Linked DNA regions of Mus musculus: regions 2, 3, 4 and 5 are each linked to region 1. Evidence: chromatin contacts called from public capture Hi-C and promoter capture Hi-C data. All regions are on one chromosome and are shown on one strand. The core of a region is the stretch at or near the end of the contact, and the rest is flanking DNA. Distances in the headings are between cores, read along the strand shown. Region 1 holds the start of Atp6v1b2 (ATPase, H+ transporting, lysosomal V1 subunit B2). Region 2 holds the start of Nat2 (N-acetyltransferase 2 (arylamine N-acetyltransferase)). Region 3 holds the start of Psd3 (pleckstrin and Sec7 domain containing 3). Region 4 overlaps Gm15991 (a long non-coding RNA gene). Region 5 has its middle 62 kb from the start of Psd3.

What was found. Promoter capture Hi-C pulls out the DNA fragments that hold promoters and counts their contacts. Capture Hi-C pulls out chosen DNA fragments and counts their contacts.
Region 2: a contact with region 1 is called in a promoter capture Hi-C map of pre-B cells, with 5 times the contacts expected there. The contact joins the promoter of Nat2 here to the promoter of Atp6v1b2 in region 1. A contact is called at or near these places in 2 of 39 promoter capture datasets (liver and pre-B cells).
Region 3: a contact with region 1 is called in a capture Hi-C map of macrophages, with 5 times the contacts expected there. The contact joins the promoter of Psd3 here to the promoter of Atp6v1b2 in region 1. A contact is called at or near these places in 6 of 39 promoter capture datasets (the 3T3-L1 cell line, 3T3-L1-derived adipocytes, HPC-7-derived erythroid cells and 3 more), 1 of 15 datasets of contacts at CTCF or cohesin (the NIH/3T3 cell line), 2 of 484 Hi-C or Micro-C datasets (cerebral cortex and cortical neurons), 3 of 115 datasets of contacts at active chromatin or transcription factors (astrocytes, fibro-adipogenic progenitors and stem cell-derived neural progenitor cells) and 3 of 9 other capture datasets (adipose tissue, liver and macrophages).
Region 4: a promoter capture Hi-C map of liver shows a contact between it and region 1, with 4 times the contacts expected there. The contact joins the enhancer-like site here to the promoter of Atp6v1b2 in region 1. A contact is called at or near these places in 8 of 39 promoter capture datasets (the 3T3-L1 cell line, 3T3-L1-derived adipocytes, the HPC-7 cell line and 5 more), 1 of 15 datasets of contacts at CTCF or cohesin (the NIH/3T3 cell line), 2 of 484 Hi-C or Micro-C datasets (cerebral cortex and cortical neurons), 2 of 115 datasets of contacts at active chromatin or transcription factors (astrocytes and stem cell-derived neural progenitor cells) and 1 of 9 other capture datasets (adipose tissue).
Region 5: a contact with region 1 is called in a promoter capture Hi-C map of liver, with 2.0 times the contacts expected there. The contact joins the enhancer-like site here to the promoter of Atp6v1b2 in region 1. A contact is called at or near these places in 8 of 39 promoter capture datasets (the 3T3-L1 cell line, 3T3-L1-derived adipocytes, HPC-7-derived erythroid cells and 5 more) and 1 of 115 datasets of contacts at active chromatin or transcription factors (astrocytes).

What each region holds. Positions count from the first base shown.
Region 1 is chr8:69,087,423-69,090,038 of GRCm38.p6, reverse strand. It overlaps Atp6v1b2 (ATPase, H+ transporting, lysosomal V1 subunit B2), which reads right to left and starts at 1,303. Exons shown (of 14, transcript NM_007509.3): 1 at 1,111-1,303. The coding sequence starts at 1,246. It overlaps Slc18a1 (solute carrier family 18 (vesicular monoamine), member 1), which reads left to right and starts at 817. Exons shown (of 17, transcript NM_153054.2): 1 at 817-1,058.
Region 2 is chr8:67,493,556-67,496,171 of GRCm38.p6, reverse strand. Nat2 (N-acetyltransferase 2 (arylamine N-acetyltransferase)) reads right to left here and starts at 1,297. Exons shown (of 2, transcript NM_001168577.1): 1 at 1,270-1,297.
Region 3 is chr8:67,973,291-67,975,906 of GRCm38.p6, reverse strand. Psd3 (pleckstrin and Sec7 domain containing 3) reads left to right here and starts at 1,333. Exons shown (of 16, transcript NM_177698.4): 1 at 1,333-1,774. The coding sequence starts at 1,744. The region is part of intron 3 of Gm15991 (a long non-coding RNA gene); the gene reads right to left.
Region 4 is chr8:67,995,643-67,998,258 of GRCm38.p6, reverse strand. All of the region lies in intron 4 of Gm15991 (a long non-coding RNA gene), which reads right to left. It also overlaps a transcript of Psd3 not described here. Among named protein-coding and RNA genes, the nearest start is that of Psd3, 22 kb to the right of the region's middle. Within about 2 kb of position 1,303, at least 52 of the 459 cell types and tissues checked have an H3K27ac peak or open chromatin away from gene starts, as enhancers often do. A contact at or near this core is called in adipose tissue and liver, where this site is marked.
Region 5 is chr8:68,035,534-68,038,149 of GRCm38.p6, reverse strand. It overlaps a transcript of Psd3 not described here. Among named protein-coding and RNA genes, the nearest start is that of Psd3, 62 kb to the right of the region's middle. Within about 2 kb of position 1,304, at least 4 of the 459 cell types and tissues checked have an H3K27ac peak or open chromatin away from gene starts, as enhancers often do. A contact at or near this core is called in liver, where this site is marked.

The sequences.
Region 1 (2,616 bases), core at 54-2,553:
TGTGTGTGTGTGTTTTTTTTTTCCCTTCCCCTCGCTGCAGTGTTATCACATGACCCACTGACAGCTCAGGACAGGATTAGTCAGGCTGGAGGGCGCCTAGCTAAAACCCTTCAGCTGAAACGCTTTTAACCAATGAGCCACCCACAGAGCCAAGCTGCCAATTAACCTGTGCAAATGGAACCTTATTTTCAGGAAAACAACAGATACTTAAAAAAGAGGAAAAAAAAAAGTCTTCTTTCAAAGCTCTCTGCCTGGCTTTAAGGGAGCCGTGAAGAGGTTTGATTCTATACAACCGAAAGCTTCAGCCAACAAGAGCCATTTGGGAATGACTGGCTTGTCTAAACATGGCTTATTGAGGTCTTTTATGATCACTACACTTAAGCCTATGAACATAACAGTGGAAAGCAACCTTCCATTTAACTGCGTTTGGTTAGCTGGTCAGTAAACGAATAAACAACAGAAGACCAAGCAAAGGATTAAGAAACTCGATTTTTGGTTCCTCTTTTCCCAATAATTAGATGTCTGAAGCCAGGCATGGCTTCTCCTTTCCAGAACCTTAGGCGTCTCGCCTGTAAAACGAGAGGGTGGGACTGCACGACTAGGGTATTTTTCAGCTCTAAGGTTCTCCGGTATCTAGGTGTCCTCCAGTGAAGCGGTTCCCTACAGAATAAGCCACATCTCCCTCTAGCCGCGGGGCCTGCCCACATCAGCGATGACATTACACCTTCTGCACGGTCCACCTGCCCAGAGGTCCACGGGGCAAAGGGGGACGGAGTAGGCGTTCCCTCGACCCGAAGACATTTAAATGAGGCCAGGAGCAGATGAAGACAGTGACAAGAAGTGGCCCTCAGAGACAGACCAGTGTCTGACAATACCCAGAGAACTCGGAGCGGGTAGGGCAATCATCAGGAGCCCACTTAGCCCATGGGAAGGTTCCAGTCGGTGCTCTCACGCTCGGCCCACCGAAGTCACGGAAAAGCTCACGCAAAGCTGGAGAGGTGCTTGTGAACTGAGCGATGGGGGAAATGAATCCCATTCCCTCCCCGCTGGCTGAACAGGTGAGAGCACAAGCCAAGGGCTTGGTGGACACGCTCACTTTCCCGTACTCACTGAGACGAGGCTGGGATAGGTAGTTCCGGCTCACCGCCAGCGCCTGCTCCCGAGCTCCGGCCATCGGCCCACCGGTGGGCACGGGCAGTTCGGGTGCGGCCCCGTTCACGATTCCCCGCATCGCTCGCAACGCCATCTTGTCTCCTCCGTCCCGACTGGCCCCGCAGCAGCGCGGCGCAGGCGCACATATAGCAGGGAGGCCCGTGCGGCCGGCCCCACCCATGCGCGCTTCGAAGCTGCGGCAGAGGCCCCGCCCTCTCGGCGGCGCCCCGCCCCCAGACTCGTGACTGGAGCTCTGCGGGGGCGGTGCAGGGTGCGCGCGCATGCTAGGCGCATAGGGAGCTGACCAGAGTGCTGGGAGCGCGGATCTGAGGCTGGGAGCGGGAAAAGAGAAGCGAAAGGGGCCAGAGGGCAAAATTGACACAAGAGAGAGGATTCACGAGAAAAAGAAAGATTCATTGGAATGTAGGGAAGGAAGAGATAGGAAAACGTGCATAAGAAAATACAGACAACTGAGGTTCATAATCAAGCTGTGGAAAACACCTTGGAAAGCAGAAGATAGAAAACCTAGTCCCATGATTGGTAACTTTGTGTCGAAATTTATTTCAGTTTATCCTACTACCAAGTTCTTTTTTTTTCGTGGATCTTTTCGAACAGACTTGGCTTTCTTGCATATCCGAAGAGTATATGGTGTGGAAGACCACCTTAGGAACAGATTGGAAAACCAGTTAAGAGGTTAGAACGCACAAAGGGTTCTAGTTTCTTTTCTTTGGCTGTGATAAAATTAGCTAGCGGTTGGCTTGGTGTGATGGCGCAAGCCTTTAAACGCAGCACTCAGGAGGCAGAGGCAGGAAGGTCTGAGTTCCAGGGCAGCCAGAGCTACATAGTGAAACTATGTTTCAAAACAAAAAAAACAAAAAGAAAAACCAGCCTGTGAGAAACGAACAACACAGTAAATTGATTGTTGTTCTCTTTACAATATAAGAACAGAAGAGGAAAACAAGAACTTTGCTATGACGGAGCAACATACTGAAAAACTTCTTTGTGTTAGTTCCCCATAGATTTGTTGATAAATACACAAGAGGATGTCTAGACTGGCCTTCGGTAAGGTTTATAACTTATCAGTTTGGGAAGCATGGATCTTTGCCTCATTCACAAAATTACTATGTTGTTGTTTTGTTTTTAAAGATTTATTTATTTGTATGTATGTGAGCACACTGTTACTGTCTTTAGACACACCAGAAGAGGACTTCGGATCCCATCATGATGGTTGTGAGCCACATGTGGGTTCTGGGATTTGAACTCAGGAAGATCAGCCAGTGCTCTTAACCGCTGAGCCACCTCTCCAGCCCAATTACTATGTTGTTATAAAATTCCCTTTGGGCTATATATGTGAGGTATGTATGGAATATAAATGAGTTTTATCTATAGACTTACAGCCTATATACAAGACATATTATGTAAATATTTCACAATTAAAAAAAAAAGAAATTTGAGAGGCTGGAG
Region 2 (2,616 bases), core at 48-2,547, 1.6 Mb after region 1:
ACAGTAGTCAGACTAGAAGGAGGATTCACCATTAGGGGCCGATATATTTATTGCATGGATTACTGCTGATATTCAGTGAAGTTGTAATGAGAGCTAATGGACTGCTTGTAATTTTGTATGTGTACTATTTTCTCCCTTAATTCCTTTTCTTTTCTCTTTCATTTCTCTTCCTGAAGCCCACAGAATCCAACTCTGTTGACAACCCTAAGCCATCTTTTTGATTAACTGGGTGGAAGACACTAGACTTGTTGGCTTGGCCATATGCAAAGAGCACTAACAAGCTGCACTTCGGTTACAGAAAACCTACATGGCATCCAAGGCTGCGAGTAAAGGCCTCCAACAGCCAGGCAGAGGCAGGGGATGCTACTAGGCAAACAATCTAATAGGGTTAGCAAAGGGCAAGAGAAATACGCGCCATGGATAAAAATGGTAAAACCATACAGTTAGTCTTTAGCAGGAAGCTTAAAAAAATAAAATATAATAAAATCAGAGTTGGCATTTGTCTGTTTTTGTTTTTTGTTTTTTAAAGTCGGGGTGGAGTCAGTTGCTTTGAGTCTGAGGCAGTCAAACCGGAGCTGGAGAAAGAGCAGAACTGTTAACAGAAAAGAGCCAAGCAATGTAGTTGACATTATGCCCAAAGTACAGAATAGAGTTCATGATATCAGGGTCCATGGGTCACGGGGCGTTAGCTCCGAGGACTTTTGGCATGAGCTGGCACCACACTGTTGAGTAAACCTGTCGACTGTGTTCCAAGGTAACGTCTCAGTCTTAAGTCACAGGAAGTAGTCGATTTTCTGGTGTTCCTTAAGACCCTACACACTTACCCTTCTTCAAGCATGACAAAAGTACTTCCAAGAGTTCCTCTGGAAATGCAGTGAATGACATTGTTAAAGAGTCCCAGAGGGAACAAATTGGAGGGATTGGTTTCCTATGCTGTTAACGCACCTCCTGAACGCTCAGAAACCCTTTAAGTAAACACCATTACTAGTTCATTTGTGACTGATAAGGAAACAGCATAAAAGGAACTAAATGGCTCTTCAAATCTAATAGAATGTGGCTGCCTGTCACCTACTTAAACAAAACATTTGTCAGAATCACCTGTGTACTGCAAAGTATTCCTAGCTTGGCTTCGAAGTATGTGCCACCCAAACTTTCTAAAAGAACTTGGGCCTGGAAAGTCAGGACTGTGTTGTGCTGTTCTCTCCCGGTCTTCCTTCTGGAAGAGGAAGAAATCCTGATTTCCAAATCTATTAGGGAGCCCCCACTTACCCGCTACCAGGACTGCAACCGGGCGGACCAGGAAGTAAGCTGAGTGAGTTTCAGTTCCCTGGTCTGCAAAGGAAGAGCTCTTATTGGCTGTTCAAGTTGCTCCGCCCCTTATGCTTAGTTTTTTTTTAAACCATCTCAAGGATCTCTGGGAAATGTAGTTGTAGGGCTTCACTTAACCCTGGTGAACTCTTTCTCTAGTCCGTTCTTTGCGTGAGATATCATGATATTTTTGCATTTCTCGTGATAGGTTTGCATTTCACAGAGTTTATGATCTCTGGGAGCCTGTGAGAGGTCAGAGCTTGAAATAGGCTCTTGCAAAGCAGATCAAGGACGTAGAGGAGGAAGCGGTTACCACATGTCACCCACATTCCTAATGTATGCCTTTCCTTCCACTAAGTTTTGTTTTCCCCCTTATTTCTTTTTCATTTCTCATCTTCAGGTCCTTTTACTGCTCTATCCAAAGACACTGTGGAATGTGTATGACGTGTGTCCGGATATGGGTTGCAAAAAAACGACAACTGTCCTATGTATTTCTGTTTTCGATTTATACTAATGATTCTTGTAGATAATGCTTGCTGTTTCTTAGCTATTTCCCTGTACACTATAATTTAAAGACTCCTTGGCACACACTGTTCTTATATTCTGGGTTGTCAAAATAGATTCCTAAATTTATGCTTGGTGGCATGTAGTCGGGTGTGGCTCAGGTGAGGAGAAGTGAGTTATAGAACTATATCCCCAGTTTCTATCTGCTCAGTTGGGTCACTGTGACGCATGCACAGCAATACCTCTCTGCATGGTTCTGAGGGATTTTGCTTCCTTTGTTAACAACAACCACTGGTTGGCAATCTGCTTGTATAGTTTTATACCTAAACTAGAACTTCCAAACTCTTACATTCCTACAACCAAAGCCCAATCAACAACAACAACAACAACAAAACAGCTACCCTGTGGCTGATACCCACAATCCTAGCACTTGAGAAGTGAAGGGAGACCATCAAGAACTCAAGGTCATCTTGGGCTACACAGCAAGTTCAACGCCAGCTTGGGCTACACGAGCCCATTTCCACAAACACAAGATAAAGCAAGCATCACTGTGGCAATGTAACCTATAGCTTTGGTAATATCTCAGCTCTTGCTTTTCCGTTTACCTTAATATGATCACTACCAGACGAGGACTGAGAGGAATACTGGCTATGCAGTGCAAACTAGAGGCCTGGCATTGGAATCTGCATGGAGAAGGGTATTCAAGAGGTCTCTGGGCTGGATTACTGGGCAATAATGGGTTTATTGAAAAAGTTATTAACAGCATTGGCATATAGACACAGAGACAACAGTAAGACAGGGCTC
Region 3 (2,616 bases), core at 84-2,583, 1.1 Mb after region 1:
CTAAACATCCACAGCTTGGAGGTTAATAAACTAAAGCTGGGAGATTTTAAGCCTTTCCCCAAGTAAGACAAGCTGCCAGCTGTCAAGCTGGACTTCTCAGCTTCATTTCTGTCACCAAGTCTGCTGTCCCTAGATACACCATCTGATCTTTGTCCCCTGCGTATGAATTGGTCTTCTTGAGAGATGGGCCTACTTGGTTTGTTGTAGTTTCAAACCCTGAACATTTCTTTCAGAATTCTTTCTTGGCATGCAGACTTGTGGGAAGTGTAGCTTGGTGGTACAGAGGCTGAGCTTTCGAGCCGTAGTGTCTGAGTTTGAGTCCCTTCCAGTGGTGCCTCTTTTACTCATCTGATCTGACAAGACTCACACCTCTTTTGTATTTTAGTAGTCTCATCAATAAAATGGGTTCATAATAGTAGCTATTGTAGAGACTTCTGGGGGATAGAAGGATTCACAAAATGAAACTTCTTAGTGCAGTGTCTAGCATATTACTACACATTTTCTAACCTAATTATATTATTTATAAAAGTGGCCATTCATTTTTTATAAATTAAAATAAAATTTATAAATTAATATTTTTTATAAATTAAAGTGAGCACATTTTCTGGCTCTTGGTTGCTGGTTACTGAGTGTATGAAATAGGAAAGTTTTTTGAAGTGTCTGTGTTTCTCATGCTGATTGCAATATTAATGATACTGAAGATGAGTTACTTACTTTTTATTTTTTCCAGTGTTGGGGAATCAAACTCAGGGTTAGGTAGGCGCTGTAGCACAAATGGACACTCTCCACCCAAGATTTATTTTTAATATTTATATCAAGTCCAAGAGTCAGTGTTATGTTACTAACTATGTATTAATTTTATATTATTATTTACAAAAGGAGTGCTTTTACTGAGATTGCTTGAAAAGTATTGCATGCATCCAAAGTACTGTAGGTGATGTGAAAGTTTATCCCATTGCTTTTAAAACTGGATCACAACATCTTTGAATCTTTTCATGGGACGTTTCCAATTACTATCAATTACTGTGAAATATTAATTTGTCACAGGAACAGTAATGTAATCATTAGTAAAATGACTGTGTGGCAGCAGCACTTACAAGTGAGATAAAGACTGTCAGCTCTGGATTGACATGGAAGCAGCTTTTGGGCAGTGTTTTTGCATTTGCCTCTTCCGTCGGAACAGCGTGAGAATTAAATGCTTTTAAAGGGAACCGGCCCATCTCGGTTCATGTGTGTCATTCCAGCATCAGAGAAAATGCTGCATAATACTAGGATGACAGCCCCACCTCTGATGTCACCCAGGATGGTACGATCCTCTCAGAGCCTCTGCCGGCTTCCTGCTGCTGCACTGGGGGAATGGTTACATTAAAGCTAACTCCCGACATCTCAGTTATCTCCTTGGAAGTAGTTTTGACAATTATAGAAAAGCCCCACAGTGGCTGTCTTCGGTAAGCTACCAAGGTAGAGAGCGACCGAGGCTGAGCACAGCAGGAGAGCGGGCTGCTCTGCCTTTGTGAGGGGCTGAGGCGGCAGTTCCTGGGCTCGGCTCAGCTCTGGTTCCAAGTGCTCAAAGTGCTTCCATTTACATCACCGTGTGCAGTGCAGGGCAAGAGGGGCCTCCAGGAAATTTGAAACTAATTTGCTTCCAGTTGACTAGAACAGCACATTTTGCATTAGCTTGCTTCTTTTCTCGTTAACTTTTCTCAAGCGTTAAACTGATGAACTGGGCATTTTCTATGATCAATGGGTAACTGCTGGAGCTACAGTAATCTCTGTGAGTAACCTCTATTTGTAGGTCTATGCAGGCAAATATATATTATCTATCTCTTGTGCAATGCTGCTGTGACATTTTCCGTCTGTATTATTGACTGCTTGTGTTGTCTTTCGGCCATCCCAGTAGGAGACTTCTGGGGGCTAGCCCAAGTTCTGCTGAATCCTGCCATAGAAAAGAGCAGACTGCATTCATTCTGGGGCATCCCTGCCAAGCACTCTTTAATTGCCCAGAAAACGGAAAGATGCAACGGGGGCCTCTGAACGCCTTTGCCCAGTACCTCACTTGGCTTTAGCTTTTAATATTTGTTTTAGTGTCTGATGCTGAATGTTCTAATTTTTAAAAAAAAATGTAAGTGGAGAGTAGAGTATCATGCTTACCTATAATTTTACTTCCTTTCATTCCCCGTCCCCAAGCAGGTTTCCCAGGAACAGGGCATTCTATCATCCTATAGAAACAAGCACCCTTTCTGTGCTGCATGATTTAGGCAGAAAGAAGGAAACAGGCTATTCCTTAGTTTAGTGTTGGATGGGATGGGGAGGAGTTTCTCTTAAAGAACCCAAGCTGCTTTTGTCCGAAGCACAGCCAGGAACTGAAGTAGCCTGGAGGGGGTGGGGGTGACTTCAGGATATTCTCATTGGAGTTGACGCTGAAGTCATCACAGCCTTTCCAGGAAGTTTATAGCAACTGTCTTCTTATTTCTCAGTGTGTCTTTCCTATCTGTCAAAAACATTTTATAGTATTTTAAGATTTATTTCTCTCTCTAGAGAAACCAAGTTTCAACGTTCTGTTGACCGGTCAATGTTGATGTGCTTGGAATTGTTCGTGTCAGTCTGCAGGACGAA
Region 4 (2,616 bases), core at 54-2,553, 1.1 Mb after region 1:
TAAATTGAAGATCTGTTTTCTACTAAGTCTTGTTAAAGGATTAAATGATATTTTTAATGTTCTTGGTCCATCACCTTATTTCTCTTGATGTCAACATTTAACATTTATGGTAATTGTACCCAAATTGGTAATTCTCCTAGGGCTATAGAGTTGAGTTCATGGTATGGAGTATCTAAACTTAAAGAAGTATATAGTGGTTCCTGTTAATGTGATGTCCTCTAAAGAATGGACTGTATTCGGATTATTCCTTCAGCATGGTACATTGGGGGCTGAGACAGAACATGAGAAACAACAGACCTTGAGTAGACAGAAGAGAATGAGAGGAAGTTCCCCGTGTTGGACAGAGGATTCAGAGTCAGAGGAAAGCTGGACTCCATCATCAGGTCCAGGAAAGGGTGATCTTGCTCCGATGAGAATAATTCAGGTGCCCCACAGCAGCAGCACAAGAATCGAGCATGGAGTTTTTGCGAAACTCGACACTGGGCATGGAAATTTTGAGTAGAAAAGTTGTGCATTACCTAGAAGCTAGTGGCTTGACATACCAGTTTTCCCAGAGTTCTGAGGGTAGGGCAAAATTGATTTCTTGTGGAATTGAAGCCCAAGTAGGGATAGGGCACTACTGTTAGTTTGTGCAATGTCTAGGAAATGACATAAGGAAATGTCACAAAGTGCTGTAGAATTTAATGCAAAAAATTTCTTTTTTTTTTTGCAGTGAATGACAGATAAAGCTCTACATTAACAAATAAATCCCTAAAATGACAAGCTCACAATTAGTATCATTTACATAAAGCAAGGAACCTCTATGGGGAAGGATAGTCAGCATTTATAATGCAGATATCAAGACCTAAAGAGTGAGAGCAACTGAATATTCTGAAACTCCAGAATGGTTTTCTGTAAACATAAACTGGGGTCAACCACGTGATGCAGCAGGAACCTATGGGGAAGATGTGCACATGGCCAGGAAACAATCTGCGAGCGTCTGTGAGCTCAGTTACAGATGGTGAACTGGAACTGAAACAGTGGGTGGGGTACTGGTATTCTAGTTAGCTTGGTTGTTCAGTACTGAAACAGTGGGTGGGGTACTAGTATTCTAGTTAGTGTGGTTGTTCAGTCCACACATTTGCTGAGAGAAGCTCCGTGAGGGATGGTCTAGGTCTGGGCGTGCCTGTGAGGGATTCTTCTATGAATCAACTGAGGTGGAAAGACGGCTCATCCTGAATGTGGGCTGCCCTAGGTAGGGTTGGACTTTGATCCGCATGAACAGAAAAAGGAAGCTGAGCAGGAAACATGCTTGCACAGTTTCTGTGTTCTCTTGCATGTGGACATAACCAGCTGCTTCCAGTGCCTGCCTTGGCTCTCCTGCAGTCATGCACTATAATCTGGAATTAACTGAAAGGCAGGCTGGTTTTTGTCAGTGTGTGTGTGTGTGTGTTTTTTTTTTCCTCACAGCAAGAGCAATGGAACTGAGGCAGGTTTGTGTTTGGTTTCTCAACTAGAGCCTGATTTTACTTCATGATCTACCTACCGTTGCCCCTGCCTACCAAGTGCTACCACAGGGAAGTGAGAGAGAGAGAGAGAGAGAGAGAGAGAGAGAGAGAGAGAGAGAGAAGAGAAGAGACAGAGAGAGACACACACAGACAGAAACACAGAGACAGAGACAGAGACACAGAGATAGAGAGACACAGAGAGAGACAGAGAGAGACAGAGACACAGAGGCAGAGACACAGAGAGAGACACAGAGAGACAGAGAGACAGAGACACAGAGAGAGAGCACATCCTGAATCCCAAGCAGTCACCTCTCATATCATGTCTATTTTCTTGTTCCAGATAGGAGTGTTGTGTTCATTTGCTCAGTGTTCAATTAACTGAAGAGTGCATTGGTACAGATCTCTGTGGTAGTTTTTTGTTGTCTATTTCTGTATTTATTTATTGACCAGATTTTTTTTTATAAGGGTCAGGGAGCAAATTTTATTATACACCCTAGGATTGCCTCTAACTTACTGTTCTCCTGCCTCATCTTCCTGAGTTTTGGGATTCCAGGCATGTTCTACCATATGTAATAGGATAGTTTTATACCTTAACTAAATGAAAGTCTCCATTTATCGAACTGCCTAGCAGAAAGATTGTTCTGGTTATATATATATATAGTTTTTGTTTGTTTGTTTGTTTTTGTTTTTGTTTTGTTTTTTGAGACAGGGTTTCTCTGTATAGCTCTGGCTGTCCTGGAACTCACTTTGTAGACCAGGCTGGCCTCGAACTCAGAAATCCGCCTGCCTCTGCCTCCCGAGTGCTGGGATTAAAGGCGTGTGCCACCACCGCCCAGCTCTGGTTTATATTCTTATTGCCAAATTTGATTAGGAAAATGGGCTGATTCACTTTTAGTCTGCTAGATATAGATACTTATTTTCTATTTTAAAATAGTATATATGTTATCTTAAGTATAATGTGAATTTTAGGCTTTTAGGTCTAAAACAATGTGTATGTATGTGTAAGAAATATTGTCTTGAGTAAATTATACAGGGCAAAAGAAATTGGGAGGGTCAGCTCTTCTCCTCACCATCTTCCAGGGCTCCACTGCTAACACAGCTCTTTAGCCATGATCTTGCACATGCTGCG
Region 5 (2,616 bases), core at 55-2,554, 1.1 Mb after region 1:
GCTAGCTGATTGCATAGCGTGTACTAAAGGCTTTTTTATGTGTCAGCTTCTTCCCAGAGAATCCATAGGAGTAGGCATTAGCATTAATCCTGTTCTATTGGGGCTAGGTGTTTAAATATATCCCAAAATACAGCTAGTAATACCTGAACCGAGACTAGGATTCAGATGGCTTGTCTCATAAGACTGTTCTTAAGATACATTTTATACTCTTCGGGTTTTAACACACACACACACACACACACACACACACACACACACACACACACATATACACACACACAGACATAGACACACACGGACACAGGCATAGACACACACATACACACACACACACACACACACACACACACACACACATTACCAGTCAACCTCAATGTATGGCAGTTTTAGAATATATTTTCTAACAATCTACTCATTTTTGATAAAACAAAAGGCATCATATATAGTCTTCTCTATCTTTAAAAAATAAATATAGCTCAATGCCCAGCACTTGCAGCACACATACACATAACATAATAAACTTAAGAGACCTTTATCAATCTGCATAGAGATACCTCACAATAACAACCATATAGATATTCATTATATGCTTCAGTTTAATTTTCTAGTTCAGTATTGATGGACAGTTTCATTGTGTACAGATACTTTCAGTGATAAACACCAGTATTCTTGTACTACTAGTTTGTATTGAATGATAAATTTAAGTACTGCATAATAAAATTAGTTATTTCTTTTACTGCTGGTGATGTGGACCTCACATTCTACTGGAAATTTATTTAGTCCTTAAAGGATCCTTATGAATCACACACTGTTATTGTCTCTGTTATACCTGAATAAAATAAGGCCTGGAGAGATTTATAGATTCTCCTCCTATAATACTATAAGTATATGACATCTAAGATTTGACGACAACCATCCTAGAGATATGGTCTTGACTACTCATACTTATGTGTCAAATGTCAAGAGATCAGGTGGCTGTCGTCCCAGTACTGAGGACTGAGGCACTGCTGATATTAGTAAACATTTCTCATGGCTACATACACTTGCACTATGAGACCATGAAGTTCTTCTTTTAAGCTAAGCCTCAGTTGTGACAACCCTTAAGATGTTAAAAAAATGGTATGCCCAGCATGCCATCAGCATTGACTGATAAGTATGGTTGAACAATATATGTTTACTGGTCATTTGTGTTACTTTTCCTTTAAATTCCTTTAGCTCGTTTTCTGTGGCATAACACTTACAGACCAGGTGATCTGTACACAGTAGAAGTTCATTTGGCACCTGGCTCTGGAGGGTGGCAAGCCTGTACATGTCACAGGCCTTCATACTGAGTTATGACATGGAAATAGGCAGAGAAGCATGCATAAGACAGTATATCTTACTGAGTGACCCTTGCCATAACTGCACTAATCCACACACAAGGCATAGTTCTTATGACCTAGCCACCACTTACAGGCCTGTTGTAAAAGTTCTGGGCTTTTCTACACCCACCCTAGCTCTGAAATAATGACATGGAGACCTGGTATATTTATTAAAAAGGTTCTCATTTAGTTTAACCCTACCTTGCTGGCCTGGCCTCCTTCCCATCAGCTTCCCAGCCACGTGGCCTTATCTGCCATCTTAGTGTCTCTCTGATTGTTCCAGCTCCATCTGTGTCCTCCTCGACTCTCTCATGACTACTTCTCAAGTAAAATTCTCTCTCTCTTCCTTCCACTCAAGATCCTCTCACTGGAATTAGAGGTCCAGCTTGCTGAGATAGTGACTGATAAGCTCTTTATTAAGCAGTCAGAAGTGGCAGAAAACAATTTTTGCATAACATTGAAATAGGAGATGCTTAGCAATGCCTGTGTCCAGACTGCAATCAGATCTCTGGGCACAGTACTCAGCGTATGCATACATAGTGTGTGAAATCATCCCCCAGTAGACTTTCTTCGTAATATTGTCACACAGCAGTTGAATTTCAGTATGAGTTTTGAAGGAGAAAAATTCAAACCATAGCTATACCTTAATTCATTTTTTTCTCTTGGAGAGTTTATTTTTAAAATGACTTAAAAATAAACTTATTTATTTTTGTGTGTATGTGTGAGGCCCAGCATGTATGTATATATATCATACGTGTGCCTATGTCTGCAGAGACCATAAGAAGGTGTGTGGTTCTTTGGAGCTATAGTGACTTGTAGTTGTGAAATGATGTTGTGAGTGCAGGGAACTGAATCCGGGTACATTGTAAGAGCAGCAAGTGCTCTTAACTATTGAACCATTTCTCCAGCTGTTTTAAGTGATTTCCATGGACAGTTTAAAGTAAAGAAAAAAAATTCATATACATTGCAAATACCTTTTCAGCATAAGCTTTTTAATGATTATAGATTTCCACTACATAATAGTGAAACTTTTACTTTCAGCTTTTCATTATGATATTCAATAATACTACTTGTTTTCTTAGGAAACTTCTTATATGAATGGTAGATGGAAGTAAGTATGCACTTTATTCTTGTAATTAGTGGGTTATAAGAAACTTGATCTTGAGGGCATGATTGAATACCCATTTCCCAATAATCCATGGTATTATTTATTATTTAGAAAATCTTGACTCATCTACATTTCTTTGAGTATGTG